Linked DNA regions of Podarcis muralis: region 1 is linked to region 2. Evidence: chromatin contacts called from public Hi-C data. All regions are on one chromosome and are shown on one strand. The core of a region is the stretch at or near the end of the contact, and the rest is flanking DNA. Distances in the headings are between cores, read along the strand shown. Region 1 holds the start of SPIDR (scaffold protein involved in DNA repair). Region 2 holds the start of CEBPD (CCAAT enhancer binding protein delta).

What was found. A called contact is a pair of places that touch in the nucleus more often than the background predicts.
Region 1: a contact with region 2 is called in a Hi-C map of tail, with 5 times the contacts expected there. The contact joins the promoter of SPIDR here to the promoter of CEBPD in region 2. A contact is called at or near these places in 2 of 3 Hi-C or Micro-C datasets (blood and tail).

The regions. Positions count from the first base shown.
Region 1 is chr8:41,037,382-41,042,974 of rPodMur119.hap1.1, forward strand. It overlaps SPIDR (scaffold protein involved in DNA repair), which reads right to left and starts at 4,327. Exons shown (of 19, transcript XM_077933043.1): 1 at 4,076-4,327; 2 at 1,683-1,838; 3 at 662-731. The coding sequence starts at 4,162.
Region 2 is chr8:40,865,908-40,871,631 of rPodMur119.hap1.1, forward strand. It overlaps CEBPD (CCAAT enhancer binding protein delta), which reads left to right and starts at 1,903. Exons shown (of 1, transcript XM_028737021.2): 1 at 1,903-3,700. The coding sequence starts at 2,176. The coding sequence ends at 3,132. SPIDR (scaffold protein involved in DNA repair) reads right to left here. Exons shown (of 19, transcript XM_077933043.1): 19 at 5,471-5,724.

The DNA.
Region 1 (5,593 bases), core at 3,077-5,576, 170 kb after region 2:
ACAATGGTTAGAGAGATATTGGCAGTAAACACAGAACATAACTGACCAAACACAGGCTACAACTCAGATGAAGACTTTTTGCAAGGCAGTGATGGAAGCAAAGGAATCACACTTCACCACCCACACTGCATATTTACAGTGTTGTCCAACTGAACTTTATGGTGTGGTTAAGAGTCTGCTGCATCCTGGTCCACGAGATAGCAATGGGGAATATTTGACAGTACATTGTACATTTTAAGACACAGTGCAGATAAAACAATGACCTGGATGCCATAACTACGTAGATCCATTTGATGTACTGTTGGATCTTACCTGTTCAGTTATCATGAATATTTATCTATGGTGGTGGGCAACCCTTGGTGATATGAGACCCACTACATGTGCTCAACCCTTGACCTTTGTTAGCTTATAGCTCCTGTCACAATGCTAAATTACTGCTCCCAAATTAACTGTGCATGCCACAAATGTTATGTTTTTAGGTTTATCAGTTTATGAACTCATTTTACAAGGCTGGGCTCAAACTGGAATACAAACAGAAGAAGCAGTCATGCAAATCTACCCTAGATCAAGATAGAAGTTGTAACCTGAGAAAAAAGCTTGCAGGTAATACAAACAAAACCTCTTATGCTGCTAATGTGAAATAATACAGTAGATGTTGTACCTTCAATTGAGCTGAGCAATGATGCAAAGCATGTTTTAACTCTAGATGTTTTTTCTGACAATTCTTTAGTCTGTTTAAAAAGAAAAGGAATGAAAACAAAATGAATACTAATTAATATGAAAACCATTCTTGGACATATTAATGCATCATTAAAAATATATATAATTTTCATTATTACCATTTCTAAAATCACATTCACATTCAAATATGCATTTCCACCATTAATATCTTTCTTTATAATAAAACATGCAATGACTTCCCTTCTTTCGCTTCCCTTGTTTCTTTGATTTCCCCACCATTCCTGCATGTTCTTATATATTCATTGAATGCATCATATTTATTAATTAAATCACCTATACTATGAATCTTCCAACACAAAGGTCCCCAGAGATGCTTACAATGGAAATACACACACACACACACACACACACACACACACACACACACACACAATAAAACACATCAAGAGCTTTAATTGAAGAAATGTTACTAAAATGAATCAAACCCCAAAAAACACAACTGATGTTGGCAGAATCAGAGACGGCAGACAATATCACAAAAGTGCATTCAAACACATGATCTTCACTCTCCACCTAAACACACCAAGAGGAGAGCCAAACCTCTACAGATAAAAAATTCCATAACTTCCACGTCAGCAGGGAGGGCATTTTACACCTTACTCCAAACAGGGGTATTAGAGACTGGGCAGCAATTATCAAATACATCAGGATCCAGGGAGAGTTTCCTTGGGGGTTGTCATGCCACCATTCCCTTCAAGTTGGTGGGGAAATCTTCTCACACAAGGATGCATTAACTGTCCCCTAGATCCCCCTCTAGTCACCCCCAATTTGCCAATTATGAATTGTCAATCATCACCATATGGATATTTTTGTAATTAATTTGTTGGAAAAGCAGATGATTAAACAACTATAAATTATTTAATAGACAATGAGCCCTAATAAAATGTAATGTGTCTTCACTAGCATGAAGTTCTAAACTCAGTAAAATAGCATCATTTTACCTCCAGTGAAGAAGCTGCCTGAAATCCGTCACCGCAACGAAGCCATGCATTTGAAACTGAAGCAGCATCTACTGCTGCCCCAGAATTTCTCTTCCCTTCATCTATAGGCTTCTTATCTGGAAAAGAGGCAAGTTCTGAGCACCATGTTCGTTTCCTCTGCAAAGAAAAATATTTTTATTTAGGAAAATATATAGACCACCAAGCACTGACAAGTATCATAGTGTTGTACAACAATTAAAATAAATAAATAAGGCAGGTTTTTAAAAATCTGATACTGCCTGTAAGCTAACACATCCTACTGGGGAAGCTTATAGAAACAGAAGAACTTTTAGAAACTAACGAAATGTGTATAATGTCAGAGCCTTCAATGGGCAGTATGTTCCACAAAGCAGCTGTCACTGCGCTGAAGGACCTAATTCCGAACCACCATAAAACAAACCTCTGCTACATTGGGAATCACAAGGAGGGCTCCTGGAGATGACAGCAGTATAGCTATATGGGGCCCTAAATTATTTAGGGCTTCATACACTAACAATAAAACCTTAAATTTGCCCTGGTTGCATACTGGCAGCCAGTACATTCATAACTGCTACATATCTCTACAGTCAGACACAACGAAAGTTCAGAGACTCCTATCACTCACAGAAGCCATCAACATGTTGTCAAACATCCTACTCAGAAGTAAAAGGTAAAGGACCCTTGACAGTTAAGTCCAGTCATGAACGACTCTGGGGTTGCGGTGCTCATCTCGCTTTACTGGCCAAGGGAGCTGGCGTTTGTTCGCAGAGTTTTTCCGGGTCACGTGGCCAGCATGACTAAGTCGCTTCTGGCGAAACCAGAGCAGTGCACGGAAACACCATTTACCTTCCTGCCGGAGCGGTACCTATTTCTCTACTTGCACTTTGACATGCTTTTGAATTGCTACGTGGGCAGGAGCTGGGACCAAGCAACGGGAGCTCATCCCGTTGCGGGGATTCAAACTGCCGACCTTCCAATTGGCAAGCCCTAGGCTCAGTGGTTTAGACCACAGCACCACCCGCTTATTAAATGCAATATACTTTTATTATTTATTTATTTATTTATTTGCCATGTGTAAATCCTGCTTTTCCTCCAGGGAGCTCTAAGCAGCATACATGGTTCTCCTCCCCATTTTATTTTCACAACAACCATGTGAGGTAAATTAGGGTGAGATAGGAACACTGCCTACTCCTATTTCCCTCTCCATACACATTTTAATGCAGGTAAATCAAAGGAAGACACCTAATGCCCTTGCCAACTCCCAAAACAATGAGAGAGAATATGGTATGGCAAATATCCTACTATTTTAATCACATCCAACTTCTCAAAAGATTCCATTAATGGTGTCTCTGAAAAAATTACATATCACTTATTTTACATATCATTTATTTGAGTTAAACTGGGAGGAGAGAATTGTTTTCCTCAGCCCCATGAACTATCTTTTATTTCAGCTATTAAGGTCAATCCTTTCAGTGTAATTTGTCCCATTTGTATTTTTTACGTTTTGTGTTAACCCCTTTGAGTTTTTCTATTGAAAGAGAAAGGTGACATTTAAATGAACAGTGCAGCCTCTGCATGCTTTCTCTCCATAGGCAGTCCCCCATTAGAACATATTTGTCCCCTAAAGTTCTCCACAAGTCTTTGTGAACTTTTACACAGAATGTCTGCCAGATATTTGCCATACTATGACATTTCAGTTCAGCATTTGACATGCAATGTTCTTTAGCATTTGACATCTTTCCAAATCAAACCCATCATGAGATTCCAGTAATCCCATTGCATTGCAAATAATCAAATTCAAATTCAAAATATTTTCAGCTCTGCTCTCCACAGATAAATTAGGTTTGAAACACACACATTAATAATTCCTACCACAGAGTTTAAACCTTTATTTCCCAACCCGTGAACAAAGACACACCTGTATGTGTGTGGTGTTTATGTACCGGTTTCTTCCCCATGGCCATATGCATTTAATCTTTATTGATTTTTTAAAAATATACATCACACTTATCATTCTCCATCAAATACACTTAATTTCCCAGTGGCCGTTGTTTAGAATTAAACCTAGCAACTATTTCCCTTTTAAAAAGGCGCCAGTACACGCTCCCTGACACACCTTCTCACTACTGCACAGGTAAAACGCATAAAGTTTCCACTCCCGCTCAAAACCTGTGACATTCCCTCGGGAACATACGGTAATTTGACCAGGCGCTCGGCCTAGAACAGCAAACGTATGTGCCTCTGGGCGCGTGCAGAGCGCCCTTCCCTCTTACACTCCACACAATGCTGGCCAGCTTCCAAATATTCAGAGTTAACGAGAAGAAAGCCCAGGATCCAGCTTTCAGGCACTCCCTTATTCCGCCGCCCATACAGACCCTCGCAATTCCCACTCCTCGGATGCTGCCCCCCGCCGCCGCCGCCCGCTCCGTCCTCCGTTGCCCTGATACCTTCCTCACGAGCATCTCCGCCACTCAGGACCAGCCTTCCCTGTGCCACGTGACGTGAGCGAGAGCACCGTGGCTTGGGGAGGAGGAGGAGAGCAGAGAGGCCCGAGCGAATTCCACTCACGGGCCAAGAAGAAAACTTCTTCCAGCAACAGAGGGGGAAGGCCACGCCCCCTCCCTTCCAGCTTGGCGCCGTTTCATCGGCGGAGCCACTGATTGGATGGGACGTGGCGAAAGGCGCGTGACGCGCGACGCAATAGAGGGCTGCCGGCGCCACTTTCTGACGTTTCTCGCTCTCGCCGCACGGGGGCTCCCGAGCATCAAGGCGCTGGACCCCGTTCGCAACGGCTTTTACCCTCGCTGCGCATGCGCCCTGTATGTTCTCCTCATCAGCTGCAGTGTGCGCGCGGGCTTCGCGGTTGAGATAACGGGACGCAATTACATCCTCTCAGAGCCCCTAGTCAAATTTTCCCAGTCGGTTGCAGTTATATACGGGATCTCTCTTTTTCTTACAGGAAACAGTATGGTACCTGCTTTAGGAGGGAGTTGCGTGAGAAAGATTATAAGGGCTTGTTTATTGATGCTAAATCAGTATTTATGCACTTAGTTTTTGACTCCAGCCCCAGAGTGCACATGACACTGGCCACAATCCATCCATATTCTGAAATTTCTTGAGTAATAATGCTGTTTGGTGCTTCCCCCCTCAAAACAGCCTTCCCATTTGGTTTGAAAACACTGTTGAGGTGAGGTGTGTACATTTGAGGCAACAGATGCACATGTGCAGATGACGTTTGGTGCAAGTAAACAAATCCGGTAATGCACATGAGGTGAAGGCATCCCCACCCTCCACAATGGTGGCTATATCAACATAATTTTTTTAAAAAAAAAACCCAACTGGAAATGCAACAGGATCCAGCAGCCTCACCTTGTTTGGAGCCACTAATGTATATATAGTCTTAAGACTGTGAGAGGAAAGTTGAATTTGCTACTCAGCCGTGAAACTCGCTAGGTAACCAGGCCCAGGGCTGGCCAAGACATTTGGTGCAGTGAGACAGCAGAAACCCCTAAGGCAGTAGCCCTGTGGGTGCCCTGCTGCCTTTGCCTGCAGCACAGAAGCAGTGCCAGCGCTGATTTCCAGCAAGATCTCACCTGAAATTGGTATGGATGCCAGCACCAATATTCTGCCAGTGATGGAGGCAATAGCAAGGGCAGCACAGGCAGAAGCAGCAGCATTCTAAGGAAAAGTGGGACATTCTGATATATAATCAGAAACCTTCTCTAAATCAGGGATGTCCCTGGAAAATAGGGACAATTGAAGGGTTTGAAATAGTAAACATAATCATTTTAATGCTTCATGCTGTTTCTTTGAGTTTTTCAACCATTTCAAATACACAGATGTGGCTTGAAAATCACGGCACATAAAAGAAATGGAAGAAAGGGGAAATCACA
Region 2 (5,724 bases), core at 653-3,152:
AGTGCAACTTTATAGAGTTTTGTTGCTGAACATTTTCATTTGTTTGCAATAGCTGTCAACTTGCTCTAAAAAAAACATACCACGCAAAAGCTTGCATTTTTTAATAAACCAACTGTGCTAAGCTCAATATGCTTTGTTGTTGTGATTCTCTAAATTATTTGTGGTACTTTACCTGAAAAATACCTCCTACTTAAACTTCAGTCTGTGCTATTTCTGGCCTTAAATGTTTCCTCCTTGGAGGAATAATTGTGGAAAAGCTTACTAAATGTTTTTATAGATATTCCTCCCTTTCTGATGTTCATTTTCAGCATTAAATTTATGATTTCTTTGTCCTCTACTTCATGCATGCCTATTTCTAATGGTCATATGGAAACAGAATCACCTGTTGTTACTCTGCAGTTTGCACATACTTTTATCATCCAGAATATTACTACTGTACAGTATTATTGCGATATTCAGCCACAAGGGGGCAATGCTTTGACGGTTATACTAAGGAGATAAATCAGCGGGTATTTTCTGTGGCAAGTAAACATAAAAGCAGCTACAGAGGGGGAAACTGGCATGGCAAAGCAAAAGAGAAATATCACTTTGTGTCCAATTACTTTGTGTTTTTAAAAAATGGAACAGTTTTACGTCAATGGCTGACGAGGAGGCCAGTCCATATTTTGGGCATTTTTTCTAGCAATGAGATGGGAGCAAAATGTCACTCAAGTCTATAGCAAGGGAAGTTAACTTTTAAAAAATCCCGATGGACTCAGATATCCAGCTTCAAGGGCAACGTTGGTAAACGCAAGATAAGCTGACTTTCGGGATCTTTTCAAGGCACCTCCTGCTACTCTAATCAGCGTACCCCCGACCCTTCTGACGTTATTATAAATGTGCCTCTAGCCTGCCTTGCTAAACTAACATCCAAAGCCTGGGTTCAAATGTCACTTCTGGGTTCAACTAGCCTTCAGCGAGTCGCAACGATCTACGACGATTCCAGGAACGGAGGCAAAGTCAGGCGAAGTCGCCAACGGGAATAGCTGCAACCACATGTGGCTGCCAGAAGCAAAACCCCAGGGCTCCCCTTCTCTCAAACGCTGCCCTCGGTTCTCTTGACGTCTCACTGACATCAGTAGCTGCGCTGCCTAACCCAACAGCCAAGAGGGGAGGCGAGCGGTTGTTAGGAACAGATCCATTCCTTCAAATCCGGACGCAAGCACAGAAAAGAAAACAAAAGGGGGGGCACCCCAGGAAATAAGCCAGGAAGGCTCCTGCGCCATCCCAACCCTACCCCCCCCCCGCTGCACATTATTGGAAATCCCACCACGGCTCCCAGCGGAAAGTGCTGCCCCGTGCAACTTGGGGTGCGGGGGTTTAAGCTTCGTGCGCCCCAGGTGTCCCTGCTCCAACTGCCCTAGTTACACCTGGCAGGACGGCGTGTCGCCCCACTTCTTCCTGCGTGGAGGGCTTGAGGAATTTGACCTGGGGAGGGAATCCGCTTCAAAGCCCCTGGGCCGGAGAGACGACACTGTCGCTGCTCGCGACTCCCCAGACGCGGCAGGACACCAACTCGAGTGGGTTCGGGCCTTTCCTCCCTCCAGGGGGCGCCCTCGATGTACGGCAGTGGGGGGGGAGTGGGCGGGAGGAGGAAACGGCAGTCCCCGGTCGCTGCCCTCCGGATCAAAGGTGGCAAGGCGGGGGGGGGGGGGGAGAAGGAGAGCACATCCCGCCCAGACCAATCCCTGACGGCTGCGGCGGCTGCCGCTCCCGCCGCCCCCTTGGCAGCGAGGCCCGAGAGCGCGCGGGGCTCTCCCCGCCCTCCCTTCCCGCCCCGCGGGGCTTCTCCAGCAACACCCTCCCGCAGTCACAAGGGCCAGGAGGTGGGGCCCGAGGTTCCTCTATAAAGGGCCGAGGCGGCACCTCGCTGCCAGGTTCACCCTGCCCCACACGCACACGTGCAGCTCCGGACAGGAGGCGAAGTCCGGCGTGAAGCAGCGTCCCAAAGAGGAGCCGACGGGCGGGGGAGGCCGAAAGCAAGGTGCCTGACTCTGAGGCAAAGTCCACGCCCGGCCAGGTGCGCCGCCGCTCTCACACACGCGCGCGCCGCCTCCACCTGCGAGCGGGGAGAGAAAGGGCTCGAACTCGGCTCTCCGCCCGCTGCTCACTCACCTGGCGGCCCCCGGGCCCTCCATGAGCGCCGCCACCCTGGACTGCCTGGACTCGCTGTCGTGCTACAGGAGCTGGTCCTCCCTGGAGCCCGCCAATTTCTACGACGCCAAGGCGGGCGGCGCGCTGAGTCCTTCGTGCAAAGCGGGCGGCATGAGCGCCAGCGCCGAGGAGGTCTCGTCAGCAGCGCCCGGCGGCGGCGGAGGCAGCCGCGACCTGGCCGAGCTGAGCGCCGCCGCGCCGGCCATGTACGAGGACGAGAGCGCCATCGACTTTAGCTCCTACATCGACTCGATGGCGGCCGTGCCCAACCTGGAGCTGTGCAACGACGAGCTGTTCGCCGACCTCTTCAACAGCAACCACAAGGGCAGCGAGCGCGGAGGAAGCAGCGGCGGCGGCGCCTACGGGGACTACCTGCCGCCGCCGCCTCCTCCTCCCGCTCAGCACGCGCCCGCGGGCGGCGCCTTGGCCAGCCTGCTGCACGCCAGCGTCCCGCCGGGCCCGCTGCGCGGCGCCGTCAAGCAGGAGCCCGACTGGGGCGACGAGGCGTCGGGCTCGGGCTCGCTGCTGCCCTCTCAGATCGCCACCTGCGCCCAGACCATCGTCAACCTGAGCGGGCAGCCCACGCCGCCCACCTCCCCGGAGCCTCCGGGCAGCGCCTCGCCGTCCAGCTACAGCAGCCGCTCGTCCGGGTCGTCGTCGTCGGGCGGCAAAGAGCGCGCCGCCAAGAAGTGCGTGGACAGGTTCAGCCCGGAGTACCGGCAGCGGCGGGAGCGCAACAACATCGCCGTGCGCAAGAGCCGCGACAAGGCCAAGCGCCGCAACCAGGAGATGCAGCAGAAGGTGGTGGAGCTGTCGGCCGAGAACGAGCGGCTGCACAAGAAGTGCGAGCAGCTCACCAGGGACCTCACCAGCCTCAGGCACTTCTTCAAGCAGCTGCCCAGCAACCCTTTCCTGCAGGCGGCCACGGACTGCCGGTAACCGGCTGCAGAGGGAGCCGCCCCCCGGGCTGGCTCTGCCACAGACTTTGAACTTCTTCCAGAATACCTCAGAGCGAGCCGCACAGGACTGCAGCGGGGGCTGCGCGGGAGGGAGGGGGTGGCGGGGAGGAGAGGCCTGCGGCGGCGCCCCGGACTGGGCCAAAGGGCGCCTTTCCCCTCTCCGGACTTCTTCCCTGCTGAGGAAGAAGCAGCCTAAGCTACAAGGCCGGAAAGAAACGCCTCGTGAAAATGTGTTGCCTTTCACGTTTCTTTCTTCGAATATGGGCTAAGCTTGGGTCTTTTAACCACAAAACTTGCCAAAAAAAAAATAGATGAAAGAAAAAGCTAAATGTCTCCTTTTATCTTCCTAAATTATTTTTGTAATGATAGTTTTCGTTTTTCTACATCTTACTTATACGGATGCAGCTACGGTACTTTGTAAGAAGCACATGATTTGCAAATACTTTTTATTGTAAACAGCAAGAGGGGGGAAATAGACTGAGCATGCTCAAAACTTTTATATAAATTTTTACAGCATTTCTAAAAATAAAAAAAACTTTTGAATTTTACTTTTGACTTTGTATTTATTATGGTGGGGGCAGCTGCTGAGGGATGCAGCAAGAAATAGTGCTCCATGCAAGAGTTAAGTGTGCGGTTTCTTGACTTTAAGCATGTAAAAAGGCACCATGATTAATGCTGTGTTAAATGACATTTAAATGCCAGTTTTATGGTGGACAGATGCTAATAAAACGGGAGTTAAAGGGAAGGTATCCATATTGTACTCTACTCTTAATTGCAAAAACACACTGGCTGCAGATTTCTGCATCAGGGTGGGAGGTTAACCCTGCATAAGAACCAACTGTATGATCCTAACCCAGGGTTTCCTAAACTTGGGTCTCCAGCTGTTTTTGGACTACAGTTTCCATCATCCCTGACTGCTAGCTAGGGATGATGGGAGCTGTAGTCCAAAAACAGCTGGAGACCCAAGTTTGGGAAATCCTGCCCTAACCTGTAAGAGAGAAGCTGAACTTTAAGCACACACTCAGTGCAACTGCACACACACATATATTTGGGGGGAATACATAAAGGGTTGTAGCCAATTAAGTTTTACTCAGATTACACATCTTTAAATTAATGCACGTAAGTTGTTTCTGTTCATTAATTTCAGTTTGGTCTACCAGGACTAGCATTGGATCCACATGTCAGTTTTCAAACAGATACATGTACCCCATGTTTCCTGAAAACTGCCATCTTTACATCAGAGGGCAGCATTGCAAAGTGGTAAAATCTCAGTGCAAACAGAAGGTGGTTTGGTTAGGAGATTGAATAGCTAGCAGAAGTAAATTTAAGCAGTGATTATAATGACGCTTGTGAAGGCAAATGAAGCCACAGAAAGATTGAACCTGTAAACAAGAACACAAATATATGAGTAGTGTTAGTAGGACTTTTCCAGCTCTAAACATAACCTTGGCTTGGTTTCAAAATCTTGAACTTTCATTACCTCTTAACACAAATCATTGGGGGGAGGGGAGGGGAGGAAAGGGGGGTTGGGCCTTATTGTTGTTGCTACAGGGCCATGCTACTGGGTTACTTCAAATGTTGACAGCATTCCGGCACAGAAAACACTTTTAGGAACTGCTGTTCAATCTGCATCCAAATAGTCATACACAATGACCACACGCATGTATTTCGTTCCGTGTTTGTGTGTTGGGAAGTCATAGTGATGGCTTCCAAGTGCACAGCAATGTGCATAGCTGTAGCTTCATCACAAGAGGGTAGCATTTAAAACATTTACATCCAACCTTTCTGTCCATCAAGGAAACCTCCCTTTCCACTGCTAAAAACAATAAAAACGTGAGCCACTTTCATTTTGTTGCCCACAGAAAATATGCACGACCTAGATTTCATACTGCTTCTTGGCTAAAAGCCCCAAATAAAGCAGAACTATTACTCGTTTTAGAATTACAAATAGGTAGGCACAAACTTGAAGTCTCTAGGCACTGTTCTGAAAAATTTGGAATTTGATAATTAAAAAACAAACAAACCTGAAGTATGCATGCTTAGGATTCAAGATCCCAATATATTATCTCTATCTCTCTCCACCTCCAATACAGAAATTCAACACCTGAGTATGTGAATGTATGCAGGGAGTTCCCTGTTCTCTGCAAAAGCAGTTCATACACATACAAGACTTTGTATCACAACTATCACAAGAAAGTCCAGCTGTTCCCAGGATTTTACCTGACATTTGCAGGATTGTGGTATTATTAACATATATTATTATCACCAGCACCTGCCCTTTACCCAGGTTGGGTTAAAACATTTCAAGTCCAATTAAAAACAGTTTAAAGCAAACTTATTTTATTTTGTTTAGTGCAAAAAATTATTATGATTCCTTAAAGAAATAAGTGTAGATAAAATGACAATATGTTTAAAATCACAATATATCTGATATGGTTAGAAACTATTCTGAAGCCACTGTTCTTTAGTTTTTATGAACTATATAGCCCATTTATGTGAATTTGTTTTAAAGATACAACAGTTCAGTATTTATATTTAGATGATGGTTAATGCTGCACACATGCCCCCGACA